Regions from separate parts of the Zea mays genome. Here all the other regions are linked to region 1. Evidence: chromatin contacts called from public Hi-C data. All regions are on one chromosome and are shown on one strand. The core of a region is the stretch at or near the end of the contact, and the rest is flanking DNA. Distances in the headings are between cores, read along the strand shown.

What was found. A called contact is a pair of places that touch in the nucleus more often than the background predicts.
Region 2: a Hi-C map of leaf shows a contact between it and region 1, with 6 times the contacts expected there. The contact joins the promoter of LOC100280298 here to the promoter of LOC103647455 in region 1. A contact is called at or near these places in 8 of 25 Hi-C or Micro-C datasets (bundle sheath, ear, leaf and 2 more).
Region 3: a Hi-C map of leaf shows a contact between it and region 1, with 2.5 times the contacts expected there. The contact joins the promoter of LOC103647452 here to the promoter of LOC103647455 in region 1. A contact is called at or near these places in 5 of 25 Hi-C or Micro-C datasets (bundle sheath, ear, leaf and 1 more).

Annotation. Positions count from the first base shown.
Region 1 is chr2:188,799,906-188,803,942 of Zm-B73-REFERENCE-NAM-5.0, reverse strand. LOC103647455 (dormancy-associated protein homolog 3) reads right to left here and starts at 1,796. Exons shown (of 3, transcript NM_001365034.1): 1 at 1,345-1,796; 2 at 1,013-1,127; 3 at 1-434. The coding sequence starts at 1,639. The coding sequence ends at 407.
Region 2 is chr2:188,970,975-188,975,428 of Zm-B73-REFERENCE-NAM-5.0, reverse strand. LOC100280298 (choline/ethanolamine kinase) reads right to left here and starts at 2,391. Exons shown (of 11, transcript NM_001153225.1): 1 at 1,967-2,391; 2 at 1,625-1,716; 3 at 1,026-1,132; 4 at 548-653; 5 at 173-295; 6 at 1-45. The coding sequence starts at 2,148.
Region 3 is chr2:188,559,534-188,563,563 of Zm-B73-REFERENCE-NAM-5.0, reverse strand. LOC103647452 reads right to left here and starts at 1,324. Exons shown (of 3, transcript XM_008671990.4): 1 at 584-1,324; 2 at 340-420; 3 at 1-232. The coding sequence starts at 1,213. The coding sequence ends at 122.

The DNA.
Region 1 (4,037 bases), core at 547-3,046:
TTCTATATACATTTTTACATGGCACCAGCAAACCATATACTTGTTGGACTACCCCTGTACAAAGCAGAGGGAGGCCTACTCGTACAGCAACAGCATTGCTACTACTAGCTAGTCATTTTTACAAACTTGTGTTGCACTTGCACACGGTGACATGCCGAGCGTAGTAGTACGTAGTAGCTTACAAAATCGGCAACACCTCGCAGGGGTGACATTTACAACAAGACACATAGTACACCGTTAACGTATGTATGTATATAGTAACTGGACACGTCACCAGAAGCTCTGAAAGAGATTGGTCGTTACATTACATGGCCATGGCCCCTCTGCCCCCTCCCTCCTTCAGTTCGCTAGCTGTGTTGATGGTGGTGGTGGGTTTCCTTGTGCAGTTCTCGTCTTGGCTTGGGCTTCAGAGGTCCAGCGAACTGATCACCACCCTGCAGCCGTTGGGAGGGAGAAGAAGGGGACACGCACATCAGATGATGTCAGATCAAATCCAAGCAAGATCCTTGCGTGTCCCTACTAGTCATTTTTTTGTAATTTTAGAGAACCAAGTAACATGCTTCCAACATATTTAAATATATTAAATATTTTATTTTCGAATAAATTAAAGATATAACTTAGATAAATACCATATGTAATTATAACATTAAAACTGTAGCAATTCCAGTAAACGAAAATATGAAACATAGCTACTCAGGTTTACTTGTAAATTAAACATGGCCAATAGATGAAGAATTCAGATTAAATACATAAACATAATTGTATAATTGTTTATATTAAATATTGCTATCAAAATAGCGGGTTGCGGGTTGAAATTTTCGGGTACTCCGATCCTAGCAGCACGTACGGTACGTTCAGAAATATATGTGGTACCACGCGATTACAGTGCGATAAACCAAGGTAGTAGTAGCAGATAGTAGATCATCATCATAATCATAAATATAATACATGTACAATACGTGCGTGTGAATGAATTTTATAAATTAGCGGGCCAGAGGATAGTGCTACGCACCAGTCGTACACGGTGGGGCTCCTCGGCGTGCCGGGGGCGTCGTCACCGCCGCCGCCGCCCATCCTGGCTTTCCCGCGCAGCTTCTTCGTCCAGCCCTCTCCCCTGGGCGTCGTCGCTGCAGCTAGCATCATGTCACGATGGCGACCGTGCAGAGAGATACAACAAAAATCAGCCGTGCTTCGTTTTTTTTTTGTTTCGGATCTACAGTATCATCTAGCTATCCCAAAGATTCATTCGGCTGGCCAAAACCGAAACACCACACACACACACACACAGACAGAGACAGCAAGAGCTGGGGGAAAAAAAGAGACATGGTGGCGCCAGCCGGTCACCTGCGCCGAAGGGCGAATCCGGAGCGCCGCTTGCGGGCGACGGGGACGACGGCGCGGAGCTGGACTCGCTGCGGGGCGACGTGACGACGGACAGCGCCGCCGGCCGCCGCAGCATGGTCAAGCTCCGCGTCACGGCGCCCGGAGGCGGCGCGGAGCCCGCCGCCGCCGCCGCCGCCACCGCCGCCGACGACGACGACGAGGGGGAGAAGGAGGCGTACTTGCGGAGCTTGCCGAGGCCGGAGTCCGGGCGCGGCCCGGCCACCGTGTCGTCCCACAGCTGGTTCAGGAGCCCCATATATGCACCGGTGCGTGCGCGTCCTACGTACGTGCGAAGTGGCCGGCCGGCGACGGCGTGGTGCGCGTTTTGCTTCGAGAGCGATGCTCTTGCTCTGTTTCCTTTGGTTCTCTTGTTTGATGTTTTCGTTGTCCTTGGGGCGAGAGGAAGAGAGGCGTGAGGTGTGCGGATCGAGATCTCTCTCCTTTGTTCCTTTCTTCTTGGAGGACCAAGGGAGCAGTGCAGTTTTATAGTCGAAATTTTGAGGGGTAGGGAGATGATCTAGGCGAGATATTTGGGGGGCCATGTGTAACACTGTAACTTGGGATTGTCAGTTTCTTTTTCCTCCGTGTCTTAAAACACTGTCTTCAAATACGCCATTTAAGTCATCTCTGTGACTTAAATATACAGCTCTACATCATGTTAAATATAAATACAGAGAACACTAATCTATGCTAATCTATTAAAAATTTAACGTGGACGATCACTCGAACTCATACCTCCCTGTTCTAGAAATTTGGAGTTAACCACCGGATCACATGTCTTAGTGTTTAGAAATAAACAATAATTATATTTAAATAAATATCTCAATATCTATTTATACGATATGTAACAACCATATCAAAGCATAGGCAACTAGCTAGTGATTCTCTGTACACAGACTTTCTTTCTTCTAGTCTATCCAATTTAGACTTTATGTGATCAAATGATGTTAGGATTGTTTAATATCTTTAATTTAGTAAGTTATAGACTTTATGCGGTTGTAATATTTTTGATTTTATGTGATCAAATATATGGGTCAGGTTTAGGCTGACACGGCTCAACAAAGACACAACGTGGTTTAGAGCCAAACTGGACCTCTGTTTTTATACTTCGGGCTTTACGACACGACCCAAAAGTTTTTGGACCTTCTTGACCCGAAGCACGACAGATTCAGGCCAGGCTGGGCCAATTCCCAGGACTACATGAGAGTTCGTGCATGTGGAGACTCGCCGGATTCTACATTTACATTTATTTAAATCATGTTTGTTTCAGATTATAATCTCTCCGGATTATATAATCCAGCGCAATAAACCAGCAATTAAACAAACAACTATATTATGGATTCAGATTATATAATCTAAAACTTAGATTATGATAATCTCATAATCTACTCAATAGTAGCTTATTTGAGATTATTTTTGGCAAAAATTTCACCATCCATGGTTATGTAAATAGAAATTACAATATATGTCATCTTTCTTTCCTCACCTCAATAAATAAAAAAAAGTAATGTTATCTTTGTGAATAATCTATATTTGTATAAGCTAACTTACCAAACAGCTACATATAAATTATAATAATCTAGTTATAATCAGGATCATATAATTTAGATTATAATTTATACTCTATTTTTATCGAATCGATTCTCACGTAAACAGAGGAGTCGATTGTAACGAACTGTCAGAAAACTTTTGATTGGCCGGGCTGGGTCTCACTCAGTGCCGGGCCCGCGCGACTGTGAGTTTCCTCGAGCAGATAAGATCAACTGCTGAAGGCCAACTCCAGGACGCCACGCGCTGGACGAGCCTGGCGCCCTCGTGTCGAGAAGAAAGCGTGGCATGCACCGTGCCCCACACCAACACGAGACAATGCACGGCACGGGCGCCTCTGGTCCAGCAGTTGATGAGATAATACATTTTACATAATAATTGATTAATATATATATATATGGTGCTATGGCATTTAAATTAAACTAATGATTGATAAACTATGTTTATGTGTTAAATTGGTTTATGTGAATATAATTGTGGGTTAAAATGATGAACATGTGTGAATTATTAAATTGATGAGTGATAAGGTGTGTTTACTTGGTGTTGTATTGATATGGTCTGTATGAGTATAATTATTATTTTCTATTGTTAAATTAGTTTAAAAATAACTAAAAATTGGTTATATACATATTGTTTTTCCTGTTCTTGCTCGCGAGCTAAACGAGCCAACTCCAGCTCGTAAACGAGCCGAGTCGAGCTGACTCTATGGCTCGTTAGCTAACGAGATGGGACGAGTTGGCTCGATATCCGGCTCTAATCCACACTCATGCAACTCTAAAATTTTATTCTAAGGCCCCATTTATTTTGTTGGAATTGAATTTCATTCTAATAATTATAATTTAGACAAAACTAATTAAATTAATATATTTGTTTATATTTGTTTATATTTGTATATTATCCTAAATCATATAAGAGATAGTTATAAACTACATTATGTTATAGAAAAGTAAGTAAAAGAGTGAGCTATAAATTATACATTAGAAAAGTAGCATATAAATCTATAGAATCAATTTCCATCTTTCACCCCATAAATTTGAGATATATTTAAATATACACTTTGGAAAGTTATGGAATGCCACATTCTAAAAAAATAGCATACTCCATTA
Region 2 (4,454 bases), core at 1,142-3,641, 170 kb before region 1:
CATATCTCTTCTGCTTCATGTTATCCTCAAACTTCAATGCTGCAGCTGCAAGGTGCATTTGATAGCACACATAAATATTATTTATGTTACTAACTTGAGCCAAGAAAAGTGTCATGTTTGAGATGCCATCAACATAAAAGCAAGTCTCGAATGAGCAACAAAAGTTACCTACCTTTCTTCAAAAACTTGAATATATCATTCCACAATTGTGGTTCTTTAGACCCTGGTATGTCTACTTGATGGAATTTGCGTAGCTCCTTGGCAATTTCAGCTGCTATTTTAGGTTCTTTCATGTCTACAAAACAAAATAACGAGGATCAGTAGATTTGTTTACAGAAGCATTTCATAAAACCTCCAAACATCCAAGGCTTCAAATTGGCATACCAAATCGTGGATAATGCTGACTACAGGGAAAGGAAAAAACATAAATCCTTTCAACTTGCATTTGAAATTGCAACTGAAACTACAAAGGAGAACAAAGAAACTATTGCACTAGGTTGATTAGGACCCCACACCCATATGTTATTCAGACAGGATCTATGCCTACCTGCTGGTGACAGTGTTCGAGCATAGATGAATGACTGAACTACTCCATTCTCAAATATTCCAAGTAGCCGAGCCCCGAACCCTGCAGCTGAGAGATATGGTATCGCCTAACCATGACGGTAATAGATGTATGCATTAGGAAATATTTTAGAACCGAGATAAATTATACTATGTGTACAGTCTAGGAACCCTTAAAAACTATCATTCTAGGTTAGCAATTTTCAGAGAATGAAATGAAATCCATTTGTCAGGGAAAAGGTACAGATATGAAACAAAAGGTAATGCACTTGGTAGGACAGATGCTACTACAAGACCATGACTATGCTATGTCTAGAAGAATTGAAAATATGCCACTATAAAAATATGACACCAAATACAAGGGGTCATACTAGACCCAATGTAGAATACTATAGGATGCAGGTTACTAGGTTAGTATAATATGACTATAACACACAATCTCGTACCACTCAGATTCTCACCTGCAATTCCCTTTTCCTATCAATCACCAAGTCCGTATTTGGTCCATACAACCGAACAGTAACAGAAGACTCATTGCCGTTGTCTTCTTTGACAGAAACCTTCAGCACTGTAGGTAATAACAAATAAACATCATGGACTATAAATTGAAAAAAAAAATTGCTGCACACAGGAAACCTTGCTCATGTGAATCATCCCTATGGGTGGCGGATACAGACAGCAGGCTGTTCTTACTTTCTAATGCTGCAAGCATAGTGCGGCAGATCCGCAGATGTGGCAATGACAGCAGAAATGATACAGGCCAAAGGAAATATTATGCAGCACCCCGGAGACTATCTAATCTAATCGCACACAGTTTGCAAAAAGCATTAGGTTCTGCTGCTTTATCAGTAAACGGGAACAATGAGGAGCAGGAAGCCGAAGCGGACAAATGGTCGTTACAGTAGGAGATAAAAAAGTTATGTACTCATGTCAACGATGTGGAACATTTCAATGTAACTATTATGCACTATTCATTTCATTTACTACAATCATCATGCTGCTCAGGCGAAAAAGGCGAGGAATTCTGAATGGCGCTACAAGCCATGCCACAACAACTCACATAGATTCGTGATGCCCCCGGACACGGTCTCGATGGAGAAGAGCGAGCTGTCAATCGACGACCACCCTTCGACCAATTCCTTGCAGAGAGCTCTGAAAAAGCACCAGGAATCCCCAGATCAGAGAGCCTTTCCGTGCATCAGCACACTCCTGTCTCCCACACGCTCGGAGGCATTTTCTCAAACACTACCGGCTCGTTCCCGAGCACGGGTACGACGCCTCGCGATCGCGAGTACCCGAACATGACACGACCTCACAGCGTGACCAGGCCGGGCGCAAGCGCGAGCGCGAGCGCGAGCCGAAGCAAGAGGATCGAAGATAGATGTGGGGACGGGGTACTTGCATGATGCGAGGCGACATCTTCAGGAGCGGCAGCGAGATGTCGACGGAGGCCGCCGACGTGGGAACCTCCGCGGGGGCCGCGGCCGACACAGCCGTGGTGGTCGCTTTCGCCTCTACCCCGCCGCCATAGCCGCTGCCGGCGGCCATGCCCGCGCCGTTCCAGGCCCGTCCCTCCGATCCCATTCCCCTCGCGGTCGAGGACACGCCCTGTCACCCTCCCTCGGCCTCTCCGGGGTCCGCGCGCGCGAGGGATCTCGTTGCGCTATTCCTAGCTGGGAGACAAGACAACAAGACCGGGCCCGAGCCCACCCGACTCGATTCGATTTCGATCGGAGGCGACTAGGCGTCTTGTCTCTTGTCTAGGCGAGGCGACGCAGGCGAGGGGAGCGTGAGCCAGTGACCGTCCGTGAGCGCAGGCAAAGCCGCAGAGGCAACAGGCAAGACAGTGAGCGCGAATCCGAACAGCGCGCGTATATAACGCCCACTCGAGTACTGAGGCCGCATGGCGGGCCCGAGCCACGGTCGGTCGCGTGCTCGCGCCTCGTCCCGACCTAACGCGTGGCGTGCGCGTCTGTCCCACTGCGCGCGGGCGTGCCACCGGAGAGCGATGGGCCACAGGGCCATGGACATGGACGCCGGATATTTTGGCCCGTGGGATCTGAATCGTTGTCGGCTCTCCTCTGGAGAGATGACAATTTGCTATAAATTTTACACTATAAAATTTAAATATCATATTAGAATCTAGAATCGAATTTAGTGCTTTAAGTAGGAATAAAAATGGTAATTTGAACTGTTAGGACAAATTTAATATTTTAAAATAGATATATATATATATATAATTTGATATTGATCTTTTTTATATTATCAAGCACATTAGTACAAATATGAATAAAATATTACATAAATTGTTTTATGTATTATTTGCTCCCTACAACACAAAAAGTTGAAAAAATTACCGAATTTATTTCCGAATCCATACCGAAGTTTATATCTATTATTTAAAAAAATATATGATAAATTTGAGGTTTAACTTTTATGAATCTTTAGAAGCTGAATGTTAAAAACAAGAATACAAATTTGTATTATAGATTCTATATCCTATTTATTCACAATCAAAGAAAAACGACTAAAAAACTGATTACCGAATAAATAATGTTTCCGACCGTTTTCATCCCTAGCTCTAAGTAATTATGAAAAATTATTTGGACCATGATTTATTACCACCCCTACTTCTTGGGTCTCCGTTGTCCTATGTCGTCATGGGTTTGTTTGTCGATCTTTTCGGGTCACGAAGTTGCGATTACGAGACTGGACAAGATATTTTGTCGTGTACTATGCTCTTGTTGTCGTGTACTATGCTCTTGCTGTTGCTGAGGTCATGTTTGGAATCGTTAGACCGTGTCCAATAGATAATAAGGATGCGTCAGGTATGACTTGCACCAAAACAGCTTTAAGCTCTAGCTTTTCCTCTAAAACAGCTTTATAGTAGAACTAAAGGCATTTTATAAATCGTTTGACATAAACAACTTATCATAGAGTCAGAGTCATTTTCTTATATTAAAGTGTCAGCGCCAAAGCCGGTGAAGGTATTGTTTGTGGCTTCTTCTTCGTAGTACAAAAATAACTATGACCTTTAGATGCTTTTAGTAGTAAATTGTTTTTAAAAAAAGAGTGATTGACACTGCTCAGGCTTTTTGCTAGAGAAAAGTTAGAGCTAAAGCCCTGCCAAACGGGCTCTAAGATAGGAGGTGGAATAGAAGAGTCGTTGTACATGTCCTTACATATCTAACAATTGTTAGTTGAGTTGAACATGTTAATAAACTAATTGTTACAAGGTATTAGCTAAAGGTGTCTGACCACTAATTTTAGCTCTAAAGATTTTAACATAGCTTAATGCGAGTGAGTGGCTCAAGCACCGCGTCTCTGTTTTTTTTACTGGTAAGTGTGATCAAATTGAGATTATGATTATTACTCGCAAAACCATAGACGAACAAAAACATGAAACACAGCCTTTAGGTCATCTATTTTGAAACCAAAAAGGATTAGCTATATGTAAGTCGGCTACGCTCCTTATAGCGCAACAGTTTTGTCACTGTATTTTTGAGAGGAAAACTCGTTGATTTTCAAGACCACAAGAGCAATACTACTAGGTAACATTTTCAGGAACCGTCGAATCAAGGGTGATGACAAGACGTCTATATAACGACCTTGTCGATCTTGAGGCTGATTGTGATTGGTTTGTTAGTCTTCTGAAGCTGCTTATAGAGTCGCCGTGTATGTTTACGCGGGTTCATAATAATGAATACACGTGTATAATATGATTTTTTTTTGAAGAAAAAGAGTGAGCGGTTTGCCGTATATTTGGGCTCCGGGATAAGGCTAAGGAAGTATCTTGACATGTTGCGTGGTCAAGTAATCAGGGTAACGGGAACAACAGAAATAAGGTGTTCAGTACTTAATCGTCATTGTTTGTGTCCTACTCGCCGAAG
Region 3 (4,030 bases), core at 75-2,574, 240 kb after region 1:
GGAAATGAACAGTTGCAAAGTTGACCAGATCATGTGTATTTACATCTTGAGACACTGAAAAGAATTCTTCTCCCCTACCACCCTAGCCCTAAGTAAAAAAATAATCTGTGAATCTTTAATATCAGCAGCCTAATAAATCGTCAAGACTTGTTCCCTTTGCTCGTCGCGGCCTCAAGCTAATCTTGATAGAGCACTTCTGCGAGAGGTGAGGCAGCGAAGGTACGACGAGAGCCTGCACAAGCAATGAAATAAATATTTCTAGATCAGTCGTGTGACACAAGCATGCGCGTCTGAACAGTGCCACAAAACATTGTATGCTGCGGGCCGGGCAAGAAATACCTTGCGTGTCATCACGGACTCGATTCCCTCCCGTAGCACAATTTCGGTGTAGTTAGCTCCAAATCTACAATCCAGCGAAAACTACAAAATAAAAAAAGAAGGGGCCCAAATTTCAGAAAACAAATAAAGAACTTCAGATGTACTAGTAGTAAGCAGTACATGACCGTTGCTTTATTTGAAAAAATGAGATTGCTACGTAGAACCGTAGAAGAGAATGAGTGTGCAGTGTGCGTACGTCCAGTACCTGAACTTTGGGAAGAGGGACGTTCATGATGTGCGTCCGGGCGTCGACGCGGCCGGCGACCCTGACCTCCATGTACCTCCTCTGCGCCGACAGCTCGCCCACGAGGAGCCGGGTGACGTTCCGCTGCGCGAGGACGGCGTGCACGAGCACCGTCACGTTGGCGCTCCGCGGGGGCTGGTAGAGCGCCGGCACGTCCAGGGCGCCCACCGACTCGTTCGCGTACGCCACGTCCAGCACCGTCGCCCCGTACCGTATCCCGACCCCGTTCAGGTTCTGCGCCGCGAACACCAGCGACGCCACCGCGCACGGCGCCGCCGTCCCGTCGTCCGCGCTGCGGTTCGGGTTCGACGACCACGTCAGCAGGCTGAAGGACCTGTCCATCTGGATGGACTGCAGGTAGAAGGCCGGCTTCTTCAGCCTCGTGACGAAGACGGCCAGCAGCGCGGCGGCGGCGGCGAGCAGGAGGGTGAGCGAGAGCAGCAGGCAGAGGCAGAGGCATCTAGCTGAGTGCGGAGGAGGCCAGTGGTGGTGGTGGCCATAGCTGCTCTCCTTGTCGCGACACCCACGCCATCTGCTGCTCCCGCTGCTGCTAGCGCCACCACGATCATCCATTGGTAGCTGCTGCAACATTCACCGGCTAGATCGAGGAGGCATGGTTCATTGGTTCAGACGAGCAATGCAAGAATGCGAGATGCATTTATATGTTCTCGTTTGCACGCCGAGCCAAGGGAAATCAAGTGTGTCTCCCTATGTAGTTCTCCATGGCCGCAAGCCTCGTGCAAATACTTCCGTTGCCTTTATTCGTTTCGTCAAAATTTTGTGTGAATCTGAGATCCTTGAAGGAGAAGATGGAGCATCACTTCGACGGACAGCTACGCATGTGCCTACTCAACTCTGATACCCCCCCCCCGGTCTAGTATTGACTAATGTAACTTTTGTTTCAAACTGGGAACTTCTTCGTTCAGTCGAAATCAAAATGCATGTTTTCTGAAAATTACTTGAAAGAACTAGTACATTTTTTTGCAGCAACTTGGACCCTTCTTTTGAATTTTGACTTTCTGATTTTTCAAATGGTAGAAATGGAGAGGCATTTTTACGCCCATTTTCAAAGGGTAGGCTTCAGAGTTATTTTAAATAAATTATTTATAACTTTTTCCGTAACACATAACTCACAAACAATTTCATATAGTCAAAACTATCAACAAAACATTACTTTTGTAAGGAAATAAGTAAGGTAGTATCAAATTTTGTACAAATAACATTTCCACTTGTATATGACATGTATTTGGTTATATGTGCAAAACACATAATTAGAGCTTGATTGCATTTACAAATACGCCTATGCAAAAGAAACTAGAGAAGAGTTTGTGTATCCAAATCAGCACTCGACCGACACCTTGCAAGGACTAGGTCGCTGATCTAGAAAGACAAAATAAGGTCCAATGTCACAAAACTTCCACTAACATCTTTATCGAAATGGGATGTGATGGAGTTTGAAGCGCCACGCCTGCAATCATCGACTACTGTAGAAAGGAGAGCCAAAGCAAGACCATTCTTGTTAAACTTCCACTAGCATCCCCATATAGAAGAGGGATACAAAAAACAATGAAGAGATCTACCTGCTCATTGACCACTCTAAAGAATAAAGGATCGTCTAGTGTCCCAATTCTTCAAATTGATACAACCACCAGTAGCCATGGCGGGAACAATTTGGTGTGGTCATCTCAGACCATGCTAAGATGGTCCTCCACTCGCTAAGGGCCACTGTAGGTGCTTTGATGGTAATATTGTCATTTGGCCCCATCGTGTCATGCCATGGATGAAACTAAGGGACATTAATTGCAAAGTGCAATGACTACCTCCACCCCAAGGTCACCAATGGTGGCATTACTCCATATATTTGCAAAACTTCCACTAGCATCTAGTATGAACACCAAACATTGTGTCCAGATGCCTGTAGAAGTTGATCTTGAAGGCCTTCTTCTAGCGTTGCTGGCAATGATGGAGGATCAAGAATCCCTTGAGAATGGACAGATTACTTTCTAATCTAGTGTTTTCAAGGACGAAGAGTGTGTGAACCCGATGGGCCATCCACATCTTGTTATAAATAGCCCCCCTTGAAGAGGCCCAAATGGAAGCCAACAATCAAGATTTGTGATTGATTCATAGAGTGGACTACGTGCATCATGGATGTAACAAATGAATTAGGAAAGACAAGGTGCCTTGAATTCTCATGCCAATTTCATCCTTATAAAAACATGACTTATTAATGTCCAATATTTGATACACCAAATATTTTGCCCATATCCAAAGAAATTGATAAGAGAACTCGATGGAAAATTACCAAGTACCTCTAGTACATAGCTCAACTAAGGGGAAACACTGGAGGATTTACTATCAATGGGTAGCCCAAAGGGATACACCCAAAGACCCATGAAGAGGTGACACAAAGGGGACGACTCGATCAATTGGCTTGCCATCAAGGCATTGGGGGCTATTGTTGGTAACATAGACTTAGGGTACCCCATTGTCATTACAATCGTGCGTTATGAACCAATGCGCCAAATACGACAAGAACAAGATGTAACATCCTAATTCGTTCTGCATAAAAAAATTAAGTTGAAATGCAGATTTATAAAGATTACTTGCCTTGGTATTCATGCCACATGATATTTATATGATTTATTAATTACCTTACTAAAATAGACCATAGAGTATGATTGATATGTTGCATACATGATGGTGCTTTTCTATTAAAGTTTGTGTTTGAGAACATTCTTCTTGCTTAATTTCCTTTTGGTAAAAGTCAAGGGGTGAGAAAAGGGGTTTTAAATTAAATAAAAAAACAAAGAAACGTCGGTTCCTTCTTTAGCCGGTCCATCCACGCGGCCTCTCGCATCCTCCCCCTCTCCGCCGAGCTGGCCTGGTTCAGCCCAGCTGCCGGCCCACCCGAGCCACTGAAAATAGAATGGCTCACTGTGCGCGCGCGTGCGGCGACCCCTCGAGCGCTGCCCGCCCGGCCGGGTTAATGTAGAATTGTAGATGTAGGTTCCAGGCAGAGGAACGAGAAAGCTGGAGTCACGATCAGATATTTGACGACGGAAAGTAGTATGGTGTGACACTTTTAAATATAGTCAAATGAAAATTAATTTACCTGGTCTGTTGCGGAAGCTAGTCTATTTTCTTGGGGACGGCTTTTCTGTTTTAGACAATGGTTAAATCTTACAGTTGTGAAACTAATGGGGTGTAATAGTTAGTGAGTAAAATTAGCTGGAGACATCCAAACATCCTAGCTAATAGTCAACTATTAGCGATTTTTAGTAAATTAGTTAATAGTTAGCTACTTATTTGTTAGCTAGCTAAATTCCGCTATCAATTTTTTAACCAACTAACTATTAGCTATAGTGCATTTAAACATCTCCTTAGTTGGCTAAAAATTACTAGTTA